2 separate regions of the Mus musculus genome follow, and region 1 is linked to region 2. A link is a contact called in public promoter capture Hi-C data. All regions are on one chromosome and are shown on one strand. Each heading gives the region's core, a stretch centred on a gene start, on an enhancer-like site or on the middle of the called end of the contact. The rest is flanking DNA. Distances are from core to core; before and after follow the strand shown.

Region 1 (5,349 bases), core at 1,679-4,178, 3.0 Mb before region 2:
ACCTTGCATTTTATCTGGATATTTTAAACTTACAATATAGTGAAGGTTTCTTGATTTAGCAAAATACTTTTTTTTGTCTTATTAGGCATGTGCTTTCAGAAGATAAAAGGTAAGAGCATATATACAGCTTGAGTATGTGTGTTTGACACAGAACTAGTAAGAAATGACTGGTCTGTCCTCTTCCTTGGAGCCTCTCAGTAGACCCCCACCCAGATTTGAGATGCTGTGTACAAGTTACCAGTGGCAAGAGGAAGATAAACTTTATTTAGAAACCAAATCTTAGTTTCTCCTTTGCTCGATGACTGGGCAGCCCTGAAGCAGTCAATTGAGTCACACAGTACTCTATCACAGTTATGAGAAGTTACTGTGTCATTGTGGGCAACAGCCATCATGTTATATATACATAAGACTTGTTTAAAAAAAAAGAAAACAAACAAACAAACAAACAAACCCCAAGACCTCCATTAGCCTCCTTTGTTTCACGATTGTGAAGAGCCACTCTTTGTGCTCAGAAGCCAGCAAAACTCTTTCGTGTAACCAAACACCTTGCTGTCCCTTCCTCTCCACACTGTAGGTAGGACAGGTACAGTGGCTTATGGAGAGAGGAGCTGTCATCTGTCTTACCACACTCCCGAGTTTTGCTTTTAACTCTGGAATTGATGAGTAGGTGCTTGTAAATGCACATCTTATTCACATTATGACCATTAAACAAGCAAGAAAGAACTGTTTTCCCTTTCCTGAGCAGTCAGGGACTTTTATTTTTAATATTTTCAGCTGGAGAGAGCTACAGCATGTGCCACACACCAAATAATACTTAATGAAGTGCATGCTTCTTTAGAAGGGGCTTCTGCCTCCCTGGCAATGAGCAGGATATACAAATATGTTACTCCGCACTCAAATTGTAATGATACCCATGTAGTGAATGTTGGTTGAGAAAGCTACAGGTGTGGTGAGAATGGCAGCTGTGATTCCCATCACTGTAGTCAAGAGCTTCCTAACAGGAGACCTCGCTGAAGTTATAAAGGCAGAATAGGGGCAGAGAAGTGTCAAGAGGTATAGTCAAGTAGAGGCCATGACAGCTGCCCCGTGTTGCAATATTTTAAATGTAATGAGGTCTCTCCTACTGAAGTTGATTAAGCTTCTGAAGACAATTTGTTGGGAGTATTAGTGAAATAACTACAGTTGTTTTCTTCTTGCTTAGAAAGAGGGGGATATTCTCAGTTTTTCAACTGGCAGGTGAGGAATTTAATCCCACTACACCCCAAAGAGGCTCTTCTGCTCATTTGAGGCTTCCAGGAAAGCCTAGTAGATTTTTAAACTTTACTGCGCACTCAGTAAATGGAAATGTTTGGAAATGGTGAAATAAATTGCATGCTAGCTAAGGCCACACTTTTGGAGACTCTGACTTCAGTGTTCTGGGGTTCACCAGAGCTTCAGGGTGTTTCTGGATTCCAGATGGTCGCCTGACTCCAATTGCACTAAGAGTTGGCCACGTGAGGCTACTAATCTGTCCCTCATTTCTTATTTACTATGAAGATGGAGGACAAACATACTTTTAAAGACCTTTCATCTGTATTACTAGTTTATCATGTAGGTGTGTATCAGGTAGGTGAACCCGAGGAATTTATGGATTATGCAGAAAGCATTTACCAATCAATCTTCTAGCAATGGAAGATAGTTTTTATTTTTATTATGGGCATTCATTTCTTCCTTTTAATGTCAAAGCCTCCCTTGTATGAAGAAAATTTTAGGTCTCTCAGGAACTGTGTGGCAGCACACAGTTTGGATGGTGGTTTGTTTCAGTCGCAGGCAGCTGACCTTGCGCTTGCCTGTGAACACAAGGGATGAAAGCGGCTCTCTTAGCTCCTCCCACAATTTCTGAAGCCACTCTGTTGCTGGAGTGGGGGCCATCTGATGGATGACTGACGATTTCCTTGGCAATTTGTGTGGATGGCTGTCCTTGTTTGCTTTTTAGAACTTGTCTTAGTGATTTGCTTAGGAGGAATGTTAATACCCTAGGCCTGGGCATCCATATTGACTCTCATGGTCTTGACCTCGGTACCAACCAATTTAGAGCACGTCTCCTTGTCACTTTGGCCACACAGCAGACAGGTGATGATGGATACAGACCACAGCTGCATGTTGCCCCGAAGACTCCGATTATTAGTTTTTCTCAAAGATGTTGCTTGGATCTAAGGTAACACAATTTTTGGTGAGTTTTTTGTTTGTTTGTTTGTTTTTGTTTTTGTTTTTTGTTTTTTTTTTTTGTTTTGTTTTTCCTATTTGACGAGGAAACAAATGGTCACAGCAACATATACTACTGTGAGGGATAAAACCTAATCTTTTATGGGAGCAACATGAGCCAGCAATTTTAATTTTTAAGTGTGAAAATGTCTTACTTCTGAAATAGAAGATAGGTTTGGAGCTATGCTTTGTGATTCTTGTGATGTGGTTCCTGTGATACCCTACTGAATCTCTAGTTAAAAAAAAAAAAAAATCAAGGCGGCTTCCAAAGATTCACTACCCTATGTGCCTTTCCAGATTAAATCACCAACATTGCCAAGACACCACAGTATCAGGAGAAAGTTTAAAAACTTTGGAAACTTGTGAAAGAATTGCCTGATCTTTTCCCTATCTGGATGCTAAATCTGTATAGAGATACATTGATGGTTTTTGCAAATGTTAGTAGATCAGAGTGGGAAAGAAATGTTATTTTATATATTTATTTACCTACTTTTGATCGGGGAGTGCAACAAATCAATAAGGTTCACAGGGCAGGACATTAATGACAAGTCACCGGAGGCGGCTCCACAAAGGTCCTGAAAACTCGTCTCTCATTGCAGGAATTGGGTTGGGCCACCGGTGGCCCCCCTTCTCAAACACAAATATTTTCATATAATAAAAAGCCTGCTTCCTTATAACCCACCCTCCATTCCCACGACGGTACCATTTTAAAGGGGTGTGCTGCAAGGACTCCTCCTAGTTTTGCAGGTTTTTAATCTCTCCGGCATTCTATCTCGCAGAGGTGAAGAATCTCTCTGGGGTGTCACTCTGGGTAAGAGGGACAAGAAACACCCACTAGGACCCAACCCGGCAGCCAGCGGCCGAGCATGCGCTGAGAGTTTGTGCAGCTGGCCCTGGCTGCCGCTGCTGCCTTGTCCGGACTTGGCGAGGACTTGGGAGGGACAGCGGCGTTGGGAGGTGGCTTAGCAGAGACTTTCCAGCGTCTGCTGCCCGGGACTTTTTTTTTTTTTTTTTTTTTTTTTTTTTTTTTTCTTTTTTCTTTTTCCCAGGAGTTAGCGACGCCGACGGTTGGAGAGAGGAAGACAAGGAAGCGTCTGCTGCTGGCGCCGATGCATCCCTTTGGCTCTCCGGGAGGAGCGTCCCTGCCCGGATGAGTGTCTGCTGTGTGTCCCCGACTGTTCCCCGGCAGGAGCGCAGCTCGAACGGTGAGTGGCCACAAGTCCCACATCTCTCCTGCCCGCGGTCCCTGCCGCCTGCCGGAGTGGCTTCTGCCCTGCGCGGTGCGTCCTGCCGGGGGCGTGCGGCCGCCGGTGACTTTGCCTGACCGCGCAGGCTTTGTGCTCTGCGGGCGGCGGGGACCTCAGTGTCGCGGCGGCACGCGGGACCCCGAGGTTGCGCGTCCGGGGGGGCGGGGGTGGTAGTGAATGATGACCGGTCCGGCTTGGGTACTGCCGCACCGGCCCTGACTCCCCAATTTCTCCTCCCCGCCATCCCGCCCCAGGCTCATCCATTATTCCCGGAGGACAAACTGCATTTCTCACGTTCTTCCAAAGAAACCCTAGTCACCGGGCGGGATCCCAGCTCTGTGCTGCGCCCCCAGTGGCTCCCGAGTTCACACCCGAGCTGTGCGACCCGGTGGTGGGGTGGGAGCAGGGAGGTAGGGCCCAGGAGCTGCCCAGAGAAGGGCATTCCTGTGCTCCGAGAGGTCGATGTGTGTGTGTGTCCGTCCTTGGGAATAGGGATAGCACTGGAGCCTGTGGCATCTCCAGAGTCACAAAGCTGTCCCCCAGGAGACAGCAAAGAAAGTCTCAAGGGCCATGCCACTGGTCCCCTGGGAAAACTAGTTTACTGTACATTCATCCAGAGAGTTAACCTTTTCTCTTGGCAGCAGGTGTTATCCGATGCCATGTGAGGACTTTTGGGAGTTTTATTCCCTTTAAGACTCTAACAAATGAGTTTCGATGAGAGGACGTCTGAAATAAACTAGGCTTGGGGATCCTGGGGACCCAGCTGAGGGCTGGCAGAGGGGTTCACTTGTGAAGGTAGTTCTCTGCTGTGCCCGCCCCTGCAGATCGCCGGGGCTCTGCCTGGACCAGTAGAATGTGGTGAGAGGATGGGGTTTCTCCCTCCCAAGACTCACAATGGCCAGAGAAGATTCCGTGAAGTGTTTGCGCTGCTTGCTCTACGCCCTCAACCTGCTCTTTTGGGTAAGTCCTACTATCCCAGCGGGTGGGGATGGCTAGATTGGGTTTTCTCAACTACCAGATAAGGCGCCAAAGGGCATTGGCTCAGCGTGAATTAACGGCGTGAGATCACATCCTCTGTTGGTCAGAGAAGTAAAAATTGACCTTCTTCGAATACCTTTGATCTAGCTCAAGTTCCATCTGAAATTAGAAAAAAAAAAAAAGCCGCTCCTGTATACAAGTGCCAAGTAACATGAAGCTAATCTAAGGATATAAATAAGTGCACGTGCTTGTACTGGAAGATAAGAGACTATGACAGACTACTCGGGAACCGCTAGTTTGCAGGAATTTTAGATAACTGTGCAAGCCTTACATTTTTTCTATACGTCACCACCACAGCCTATGAAAACTTGTTGGGGCAACTACTCTTAATATATCTTTGGAAAGAGTCACACCTAGATATCTTACCAAAAGTCTGGATACGTTTTTAAAGGGAATTCCATATAGTCCAAAAAGTGGTTTTCTTATAACTATTTCTAAGTTGGGAATGTTTGAGGAATTATATGTATATATTAGGAAAAAAAAACACATCCATCTGAGGAAACAACACATCCATCTGAGGAAACAAAATACATACAATTTAAAAGCCCACGGAAATTACACTGCATGAGTTAGTGACTTTTGGTGTCTTCTATCCAAGTTTTCACCAAGTGTTAGTGTAGTATTATTTATAATGCTTACGGAAATACGAGTATTAAAATTATGAATGTTACTTCAGAAGGTTGTCATACTTAAGTAAGTTCTCTTGTGCCATTTTTGTGTTCCTTTAATAATTTATATTCAACGTTTCCTGTTGGAAATTTTAGTATGCAGTATATTTATTTCTCGTCTGTCTGGCATTGGCTAGCCCCCTTATTTCCTG
Region 2 (5,496 bases), core at 1,065-3,564:
TCTTTGTACATCAGGATTAAGGTCTACAATGAAAGGTCTAAAATGAAGTGCAAAGACTTTTAAAAGAAGGAAATTATCGGATTTTGATAACCTATTCTTTCAATTCAGTTTGGCAAATTCATTACATTAAAGTATATGCTTCTGCTATCTGAATTATCTGCAATTAATACTCTACAAATTTCTGAAATGAATATTTCCTTTCATAGATACTTACCTTATTTTTGGCTTCAAGATTGGCTTTATATTGAAGCAATTTATTGGCTAATGAAATATTTTGGCCACAAACAGCATAATGGAGAGCCGTATTACTATAAACATCTACCAGATTTGGATCTGCACCATGAAGAAGAAGAACCGTAGCACAACTCTCCTGTTGACACTCTACTGCCTGCTAGTGGAACAAGAATAAATGAGTGGACAACTTCCTATTTCAGGTACATGAATGAACATTTATTGTTACAACTTAAAACATGAAATTTCACTAGAATAAGTGTTCAAATACACTCCACTTAAAAAGAAGAAAAATGGAACACACCTTAATCAATGGGGTTCTGTTTTCACTATCCTGGACATTAATTTTGCATTGATTCTCAATTAAGAGAGAGACAATATTTGTATATCCATTAGCACAGGCCAAATGCAAAGGTGTTCTATATTGATACAATAAAACATGAAGTTAGAGATACATCTCAATTATTTATTATACCCATGAACAATAAGATTAAATATCAATATATCTGTTTTATGTCTTCGCTTATATTTAATAAAAATTATGCTACCTATAATTGATTTTAATGAATTTTAAAAGCTAAACAAATGTCTTGAAAATTAAATATCATTTTAAAGAAAATTAGCTCTATTAAATTAAAAGATTTTTTTTCTTCCTGATTTAAAAGAAAGAAAGAAAGAAAGAAAGAAAGAAAGAAAGAAAGAAAGAAAGAAAGAAAGAAAGAAAGAAAGAAAGAAAAACAAATGGTATCTGGACTTCAGAATAGATGATAAAATAAGATACCCTAACACAATTCAGATTGCTCTCCAAAACTTAAGAAACATCCCTAACTAATACAAAGGGCAATGTCAAAGGCATCTTTCTCCCTGTTGTGTATTTCTCTGCCCATCAAGTGGTATTGTCATTTCCAATGTTGCAAATATATGTAACAACTATGTAAACCAGGCAGTATGTGAAATGTGTGATAAAATAAATAAGCTTGCTACATTATTCACGAACTCCAGGACCAGGGGATCTAGTGCCCGCTTCTGGTCTCAGCCAAATCACGAATGTGTGCCGGGTGATGGTGGCGGCGCACTCCTTTAATCCCAGCCCTTGGGAGGCAGAGGCAGGTGGATTTCTGAGTTCGAGGCCAGCCTGGTCTACAGAGTGAGTTCCAGGACGGCCAGGGCTACACAGAAAAACTCTGTCTCAGAGAAAAGAAAAAAAAAAAAAAAAAAAAAAAAAGAAAAAAAAAAAAAAACCCGAATGTGTAACACAAAAGAAGAAAGGCAACCATTGTCTGCCCAAGGAAGTTTGTTACATTATGTAAAGTTATCAAATTTCTTTAAACAAAACGATGTTATTTATTTTGGTATTTCCAGGTCTTAGAGACTTTGTAATTTCCTTCTTGATGATAGCCTTTCCTCACACACATACACCCTCCCGTGGGGCACAACGCATACCAAGAAGCAAAAGAGCCAATGTAAGAGAAAACAGTGAGCCAAGCAAACATGCGCAAGTTAAGGAGCCAAAACCTATGTGTGACCCTATGCCAAAGACAGTGATGCTGTTCAGGAAACCACAGAATGACACCCAGGTTCTACAGCCCTGACATGCTTTCTCTATAGTTGGAACAGCCAGCTGCCCCAGCTTGTCCTCCCCAGTTCCTCTCTAGACCCTAGGTTCCGGTCACCTGCTTCTTTTGTCCCGCCCATTCACATTGTATTTCTTGCGTTCAAGGTAATCCTTCAGCTTCTGCTCATTGCCAATGGTAGCAGCTTTATGAAGTTTCTTTAAGTGCTTATCTCGAAGGTGATATCCTCCACCTATGGACAGGCTGGGCGGTGCGGTTTTGGCCAGGCTAATGGGCACTTCTGAGGAGTGGCTGTGGGAATCATCTGTCTTCCTCTTTCCCCTGAAGGGGAAGAACTTCTTCATGGTAAGATCTCTAAGTAAGATGTTCCTGGGAATCCTAACCAACAGCCCGGGTCCTCTGCCGCAACCACCTTGTTCACAATTGCCTCTCGATCTGACCAAATCTAGACTTGTGTGCTGACAAGAATCTTTGCCTGGCTATAGCCAGGGACCAAAGCAGCTATATCTGTTGCCTAGAAACTGTGCAGAGCTTCTACTGCGCAGCTGCAGCCTTGATTGTGATCCAGTTAGCGGAACTGGATTTTCATATTTGATTGATTTTGGTATTATGGCCACATACACAATCTTGCCGTTAAATCCTGAGCCTTGGATAGAAACCTATTAGTGTATAGCCCATTTTCCTTCAAGGATGGATGAAATCGCTTGTTAATTTAACCAAATCAATGTGGGTTGAAGAAGGTGGATTTCTGCCCGTGGTGTTGTCTCCGCTTGCATGGTCACGTGCTATAGCTTGTTATACCTATCATCTCTGGATGATCTCAATTTTAAGCACACTTTGTAAACATGCCCCTCATGTTCCACCTTAACTTGTCTACTTAAAAAATTAAAAGTCCGTTGACGACTGAGCTCAATGTATCTAAGGCTCATTAACTCTATTGCTTTTCCCTGCCCTTGTCCACCTTTCCCTGTATGCTCTGTGTTCTACTTAACCAGACTGAATTCCACTCATTAAAATCCCTTCCATGTAAATGTAGTCAGTAAATGTGCCTGTTCTGCTTATGTCCTTTAAACCTAAGCCCTAGTAAACTCTAACCTGTTTTATCTACTCTGAGACTCTGAATAGGACTAAAGGGAACCACCATGCCGTCGGTTTTCCTTTTCAGTTCAAGAACATGACCTTTAAGAAGACTGCTACTCTGTCCATCAACACTTAACTAGTTTCCTACCCCAACTGTTGTCCCTTTCCTCTCCCCTGTTACATCATTTCTCTTCAATGCCCCTTGGCTAATGACTTTGCTTCATAATTGTTTGAGAATCACAGTAGAGAAATTCTACACGAGTCAAATAAACCTACCTAATTACCTGCATCTTATCCAAAGCAATAACAAACAAACAAAAAACCCATCTTGCCATTTTTTTCATGTAGGTTATATGTCCACATTACTATCAAAAGCCAGTATCATTCTATGTGCCCTAGACACTGTAGCCTACCTGATAACATTGCTTAAGTAAAATCTCCCCTGACTTCCTTATGTCTTACAAGTTTACTTCTCTGATCACTAATTCTGATTAGGATAAATATGTGTTAGGATATGTCACATAAAAAAACAAAAGACTTTTGGCTACTTTATAGATTCCCCCTTTCTACCACCCTAATCCATATCCCTTTCCAACCCCACAACACTAGGCAGGAGAGAAAGAATACTAGACTGGAAATGGGGTGTTGGCATCATGAGACTACTTCCTGGTGATTAGGGTATCAAGTTCCTTGAGGCAAATAAATTCCTTCTATGAAATAAGCAGCAATCAACAGCACCCAAACAGCAGCAACAGCAACAGCAAGGGCATCAGCAGCTGCCACCTCTCTTGGGACACTTGATATACCCTCTCAAGGGTTCCCAGAATTCCAAATATAAACTATCTTCACCTTTCAAAATCAGACCCCTGTCAGAGATGAATCATGCATGCTGTGGACAATCTGAGGCAGCCTCATATTAAGATAAAAACAACATTTGTGTGTTTTTAAAGAAACCAAAATCCCCACTACACCTAGATTTGAGTTTCTTTCTTTCTTTTTTTTAATTTAATTAACTAAGTAATTTTTTAAATTTTTAAAAATTTCTTATTAAATATTTTCTTCAATTACATTTCAAACGCTATCCCAAAAGTCCCCTATACCCTCCGCCCGTCCGCCTCCCCTACACACTCACTCACATTTCATGGCCCTGGTGTTCCCCTGTACTGGGGCATATAAAGTTTGCTAGACCAAGGGGCCTCTCTTCCCAATGATGGCCAACTAGGCCATCTTCTGATACATATGCAGCTAGAGACATGAGCTCTGGAGGTACTGATTAGTTCATATTGTTGATCCATCTATAGAGTTGCAGACTCCTTCAGCTCTTGGGTACTTTCTCTAGCTCCTACATTGGGGGCCCTGTGTTCCATCTTATAGATGACTGTGAGCATCCACTTCTGTATTTGCCAGGCACTGGCATAGCCTCACAGGAGACAGCTATATCAGGGTCCTTTCAGCAAAATCTTGCTGACATATGCAATAGTGTCTGCGTTTGGTGCCTGATTATGGGATGGACCCCCGTGTGGGGCAGTCTCTGGATGGGCCATCCTTTTATCTTAGCTCCAAACTTTGTCTCTACAACTCCTTCCATGGATATTTTATTCGCTATTCTAGGGAGGAATAAAGTATCCAGGAGTTGGTCTTCCTTCTTGATTTTCTTGTGTTTTGGAAGTTGTATCTTGGGTATTCTAAGTTTCTGGGCTAATATCCACTTATCAGTGAGTGCATATCAAGTGACTTCTTTTGTGACAGAGTTACCTCACTCAGGATGATATCCTCCAGATACATCCATTTGTCCAAGAATTTCATAAATCCATTGTTTCTAATAGCTGAGTAGTACTCCATTGTGTAAATGTACCACATTTTCTGTATCCATTCCTCTGTTGAGGGCATCTGGGTTCTTTACAGCTTCTGGCTATTATAAATAGGGCTGCTATGAACATAGTGGAACATGTGTCTTTACTGCCAGTTGGAACATCTTCTGGGTATATATATGCCCAGGAAAGGTATTGCTGGATCTATGTCCAGTTTTCTGAGGAACCGCCAGACTGATTTCCAGAGTGGTTGTACAAGCTTGCAATCCCACTAGCAATGGAGGAGTGTTCCTCTTTCTCCACATCCTCACCAGCATCTGATGTCACCTGAATTTTTGATCCTAGCCATTCTGACTGCTGTGAGGTGGAATCTCAGGGTTGTTTTGATTTGCATTTCCCTGATGATTAAGGATGTTCAACATTTTTTCAAGTGCTTCTCAGCCCTTTGGTATTCCTCAGTTGAGAATTCTGTTTAGCACTGTATCCCATTTTTAATAGGGTTATTTGAATTTCTGGAGTTCTCCTTCTTGAGCTCTTTGTATATATTGGATATTAGTCCCCTATCTGATTTAGGATTGGTAGAAATTCTTTCCCAATCTGTTGGTGGCCTTTTTGTCTTATTGACAGTATCCTTTGCCCTATAGAAGCTTTGCAATTTTATGAGGTCCCATTTGTCAATTCTTGATTTAACAGCACAGGCCATTGCTGTTCTGTTTAGGAATTTTTCCCCTGTGCCCATATCTTCGAGGGTTTTCCCCACTTTCTCCTCTATAAATTTCAGTCTCTGGATTTATGTGGAG

What was found. Promoter capture Hi-C pulls out the DNA fragments that hold promoters and counts their contacts.
Region 1: a contact with region 2 is called in a promoter capture Hi-C map of hippocampal neurons, with 5 times the contacts expected there. The contact joins the promoter of Tspan12 here to the promoter of Ankrd7 in region 2. A contact is called at or near these places in 1 of 39 promoter capture datasets (hippocampal neurons) and 1 of 115 datasets of contacts at active chromatin or transcription factors (astrocytes).

The regions. Positions count from the first base shown.
Region 1 is chr6:21,850,112-21,855,460 of GRCm38.p6, reverse strand. Tspan12 (tetraspanin 12) reads left to right here and starts at 2,928. Exons shown (of 9, transcript NM_173007.4): 1 at 2,928-3,055; 2 at 3,294-3,449; 3 at 4,316-4,451. The coding sequence starts at 4,386. Gm30270 (a long non-coding RNA gene) reads right to left here and starts at 3,043. Exons shown (of 2, transcript XR_377371.2): 1 at 2,735-3,043; 2 at 1,678-2,192.
Region 2 is chr6:18,863,136-18,868,631 of GRCm38.p6, reverse strand. It overlaps Ankrd7 (ankyrin repeat domain 7), which reads right to left and starts at 2,314. Exons shown (of 6, transcript NM_029202.2): 1 at 1,905-2,314; 2 at 536-650; 3 at 215-388. The coding sequence starts at 2,149.